Regions from separate parts of the Zea mays genome. Here region 2 is linked to region 1. A link is a contact called in public Hi-C data. All regions are on one chromosome and are shown on one strand. The core of a region is the stretch at or near the end of the contact, and the rest is flanking DNA. Distances in the headings are between cores, read along the strand shown. Region 1 holds the start of LOC100382829. Region 2 holds the start of LOC100274836.

What was found. A called contact is a pair of places that touch in the nucleus more often than the background predicts.
Region 2: a contact with region 1 is called in a Hi-C map of bundle sheath, with 2.4 times the contacts expected there. The contact joins the promoter of LOC100274836 here to the promoter of LOC100382829 in region 1. A contact is called at or near these places in 2 of 25 Hi-C or Micro-C datasets (bundle sheath and leaf).

The regions. Positions count from the first base shown.
Region 1 is chr3:199,733,797-199,736,496 of Zm-B73-REFERENCE-NAM-5.0, reverse strand. LOC100382829 reads left to right here and starts at 1,263. Exons shown (of 7, transcript NM_001366802.1): 1 at 1,263-1,630; 2 at 1,792-1,903; 3 at 2,048-2,207; 4 at 2,556-2,700. The coding sequence starts at 1,314.
Region 2 is chr3:199,901,089-199,903,788 of Zm-B73-REFERENCE-NAM-5.0, reverse strand. LOC100274836 reads right to left here and starts at 1,251. Exons shown (of 2, transcript NM_001291654.2): 1 at 754-1,251. The coding sequence starts at 1,172. The coding sequence ends at 759. All of the region lies in intron 1 of LOC103651179, which reads left to right.

The sequences.
Region 1 (2,700 bases), core at 14-2,513:
TGGTAGCCCCTAAGCGCGCACCCATTTAGTACACACGGCGACACATGGCTGGCCTACTTAATTTCTTAGCACATAGTTTAGAGTTAACCGTGCATTAGTTTGCCTTGAGGTAGTAGTGCTGGGTACCCTAAATACGAGATACTGATAATTATATTTGTTAATACTTTTCTATTCTCAGAAATAAATATAGTTTTTTTAAATTGGAATAAATCAGGTGCAAACCAAGTACTTGGTGCAAACCTTGCATGGAGTCATGATAATTTTATAAAACAACTCTCCCACCGTATATTACCTTTTAAAAAGTCACTTCCACCTCCTTTGATATATTTTTAAATACACCTTCCCACCTATATCAACGTGTTGGTTTGCACGGTTTTCACCTGATCCGTTCCCTTTTAAATTATTGTGATTGTTTTATGATATTATTTAGAAAATTAGTATCCCAATCTATTTTAAGGTTTTTATTAAAAAAATTAAAAACTTAGATTTTTTTTATTATTTTAAAACCTTGTAACGTATTTAACAAGACCAACTTATTAGTTCAAACCGTGTAAACCAACGCAAGAATAGATGTGAGAGAATCATTTTAAAAATATTCAAGAGAGTTAGAAGAGATGATTTGAAATGCGATATGTTTAAAAAGTCTTCTTGTCTCTATTTTTGTGTTGATTTACATGGTTTGCACCAATAAATTGGCTTATATGTTCCCAATTTTAATAGTTTGAAGATTTTATTAGAAGATAAAATAGTCGTTTAGTTTTATATTTTAAGGGTTAGTTTGACACTTTATTTTCGCAAAAGATTTCCATTTTTCCAAAAAAAAATAAACTAATTTTCTTTAGAAAAATAGAAATCCTTTGAAAAACCTGAGGTAGTCAAACTAGCCACAATAAGAAAAAGTTAGATCGATAATTTTGGAGGCAGATTTGAGTTTTGCGTCACAAAATATTATCACCTCTACGAATTTCGATCTAGTCCGTCCAAAGTTAGAGGTGGTAATAAATCACGATCTAAATATTTTTCAAAATAACTTAGGATCTTTAACTAATTTTGATTTTAAAATAAATAAAAATAAAACTCAATTATAATTTATTTTGATTTAAAATTTTATAGTGTAAAATTTAGAGTTCATTATCATCCTATCCGAGGCCGCGGCCCAACTCATGATACGAAATGGCCCGTCAGCTCCCGTTCGTGCGGGTGCGGGCCTTCACTGAGAATTGGGTTCCGTCATATGCTTCCTCTCCAAGTCCAGGAGTGGTACGGTGGGGTCGCGGAGCTTGCCAGCTTTGTGGCTGCAACTCGCCAGCCTGATGGGGCGGCTTCGCGCGTGCTGCCGTCTCCACCGCTTCCTCGCGCCGCCGCCGGCACAAGTGCCATCACCGGGACAATCTCTGGCCCGCGGGTCCAACACCGCTACCGCTCACGTAGCGCCTTTCTCGAGGCTTCTCTCGTCGGCCGCGGCCGTTGCGCCCCACGACACACGCGACTCGGGCCTCGGCGGTTCGGCGTACTGGGCCTGGATTCGCGCGGCGACCGAGTCGGCCCCGGCTCCTTCGCCGCCCCAGGAGGAGGAGGACGAGGGCCCAGCACGCTACATCCCCGTCAAAGCCTACTTCCTCTCCACCAGGTAAGCACGCAGCGCCGCTCCCGCGCTTGCTCGATAGGTGTTTGATGATTTATCATCGAGGAAACATTCGGGTGCTACCTTACTATTCTAAAAATGTCCATGCCAATTGGCACTGCGAACTAAAACGACGTGTTTTCAATTTTTCCTCCTCGCCGTGACAGCATTGATCTGAAGAGCATGCAAGCGGAGCACGGGAATGATATTGTACCTCCGTCGACCCGTTTGCTTAACTACATTGCGCTTCGGTACTCCGAGTTCCCACCTGAGATTATGGTTAGTTATTACAGTTTAGCGTCACTTCTTTTTTGACCTGAAATTCATATCAAAATGAACAAATCTCAGTCAGCTTTGAACCAGTTGCACATAGACCTATGCTACGAATTGATTTCCTTGTGATTTTGGTTGATATTTATGCAGAACATTGGAGTGAAGGATAACAGATTTTGCTATCGCTATGTGGTTGTTTTCCAGTATGGTTCTGCTGTGCTTTTCAACATTGCTGATCATGAAGCCGAGTACTATCTTGATATAATTAGGAAGCATGCTTCAGGATGGCTTCCAGAGATGAGAAAAGATGGTATGCTCACTGCTAAACTGCGTCCTGTTTACTGCTTTTTACTGGCCTCCATTTTTGTGTTCCTTAATAATATTTTCATGGACCGAAAACAGTACAGTTGCCTTCTCCCTTCTGTTATATTCAAAGATGCTATTTGTTAACTGTGATAGAACTCAACTTAAAGAGAATTGTTGCATGCCTAGACTGTGTGTTTTGTGCATTTTTGTTTAGCAGAAATAAGTTGTTACTGCTTTTCGTCCACTGTGACAAAGCACATGCCCCCTGGAATTGAACTGTTTGACTCTTTGTAAAGATGCAGGTTTAGAGTAAGACCAACATCAGCTGATGCCATTTATTTTGCATGAACAGATTATGCAGTGGTTGAGAAACCATCCTTGACAACATGGATGAAAGGAGGACTTGATTATATAGTTCTTAAAAGTTTAGATACAGACGGGATTCGCATAATTTCAAGCGTTCTTGGTCAAAGTATCGCCCTTGATCACTATATTCG
Region 2 (2,700 bases), core at 2-2,501, 170 kb before region 1:
GGCCCATTGTTGCAGCTCGACTTACCACCATTAATAAACATGGACATACCAAATTACAAACAAAAACACAGAAACAACCATCCATGAGACAATAATGCAGACTATACAGACATGAGCATCTAATTACTAATGCCTTGGGTATCAGACCTTTAGGACATGTTTGGAAGCAAGGGGAATGAAGTGGATTAGAGGGGCTAAAATCGCCTTCCTATTCAATTTTGAATAACAAGGGGATTTTAACCCCTCCAATTCCCTCCATTCCCTTGGCTCTCAAACAAGCCCTTAATGTGTTCTATAAAAGAAGGGTATTACCTCTGTCAAAAAAAATACTACTGCATTGATCATGTAATATTATGTGGCGTGTTTGATTCTGACAAAATGATAACTTGTCTTAGGGTGGTAATGGATCGCGATCCAAATGCTTCTTCACAAAATGGCAGGGCACTAAACAAATTTTAGTTCAAAAATGAATAGAAATAGTGTCCGGTCCTAATCTGATCCAATCCTTAAATCTTATAGTGTAAAATTTAGAGTCCATTGTCACCCCTGCTTGCATAACAGGCCTACCCAGTTTGCTAATGCACGTATCATACACGACATAGGCATCAAGCACAGTCAAGTTCAAACATGTCCAGATAACTGCATCAAGTTTTGTGGCAAGCCAGCAATATCTCGTTTTGCAGACCGAATATATCAAATCGCAAAGTATGAAACCCTAGCTGCCACCTAGATCTAAGAGACATCACCTCTCACCTGAGTCACTTCTGGTAGCCACCGCCGACAGTGTTGTCATCCTCCTCGACGGTGGTGTTGACGTATGGTACGGGGAAGTCATTGGTGGGGTCGAACTGCTTGGTGGCCATGTAGCTCTCGAGATCGGGCTTGCGGAGTAGGGTGCGCCGCACGGGCGGGCGGCTCCGGCGGCGGTCGCGGGTGAAGTACTTGATATCGTAGACTGTCTCCGGATCGGATGTGGGCACGATGGCCTTGTCGCGGTCGTCGCGCACGGTGGCCGGGCACTTGACGCGGTACTCGAGCGCGCCAGGCAGCGCGCTGCGGTACTCGGGAGAGGCGCAGGGGCCTGTGATCTCCCACGGCTTCTTGAGGAACCTGCGGAGCCCCTGGAACAGCGATTTGCCAGCGCCGACGGCCGATGAGGCGGCGGAGGCCATCAGGATCGGCGCGGTGGTGGGACCGGCGAAGAGGGGAGAATGGGGAGATCGGCCGGTACAGCGAGACAAGACGCTGGAAATGGCGATGGGGCTCGGGTTTCTGTTGGGCGAGAACGTGGGCCGCACCAAACGGCAAAAGCTACGCGACCATTGCCGTCACAACACAATGGGCTTGTAGAGCTGGCCCAGCCCATGCCGATCAAATTCCGGCAGTAGGGCCGTCCCCACGCTCGTTAGAGCAACTACGGGTGTGTTTGGTTGAGGAACGGGGAAGAATATAATAGCTTCATTCCAATTTTTTGAATGTTTGGTTTTCAACAAAATAAGAGTGGAGCGGCTCCTGGATCTCCATATGAAAATTTACTATAAGTAGTTGGAACGCTCCTGTTCCATAAAAACGATCGAATGCGAGCGCTCTCTCGAACGTGAGCGCTCTCCTTCCTTTTCTTCCCTCTACACCTATATGGCTCTCGAACCAAACAAAAACGGAACGGCTTCACTCTATTTTACTCTTCAACCAAACAAAAATTGGAATGACTCTATTCTTTTTGCCAAACGCGGAATAGAACGGCTCCATTCTTAAACACTGGAATAGAGCCAGTCTATTCTATTTGACTCTCTAACCAAACGCACCCTACAAGTCTCCAATAGTAACTATAAACTCATAAACAATTTGTAATTTAGGGCTCCAAAAAAATAGCTCCAACAGGAGCCGTATTCTAATAAAATTCATCTTAACAGTTTAGAGCTCATTCTTTTAAGTAGCAAATTTGAGACTCAAAAGGAAGCGGCCCAATACCGTTCCCGCGTACAAGAACTGCGACAGACTTTTCCGGTTCCATTCCCCCCTCCCGCCGCCGCCATACAGTTGATCCATTTTCTCCGGCGCGAGATCCACTTTATTCGTTCTGTCCGTCGTCACCGTCGCCTCGTCATCCCTTCCACCGGAGCTCCTTTCCACGATCAGTTGAATGGATGGTCGACCACCTTCCCCGTCACGCCCGGCGGCCAAGAATCGTCGTTTGCCTTTGAATAAGGCTCTAGATGCAATTGGGGGTGGGTCGTAGTCCGCCCGTGGAGCTACTCGATAGGTTCCACACCGGCGTCTCGTCGTCGGGTGTCAATCCTCGCTACTCCTCATTCTGCATCACAGGCGACGCACCAGCTTTCTTTGGGGGAACATGGAGGACTACAGGTGAAATTCCTTCTCCAATTGTTGGAATCTACTAGCACTCAAATGTGAAGAACAGAGACAGAATTGGAGGCAGAAGAAGCTCAGTAGCTAGACGCAAGAAGCCAAGAACTTGGGGAACATGTACGCTGCCTTTTATATTTTCTATTTTTTTCAGCGCTCAAACGCTCCGGCGCCCAGACACCGGTTCTCTTTTCTTCAGCTCCCGTTCCGGAAGCCTTGCAACCCTGACCCCTTGAGCAGCAACAGGATCAGGCGTGCACTCCACCGCCATATCCATCACAATTCACAACATCTGACAGAGGCAACCACCGGCTCACAACAGATTGCAGCACA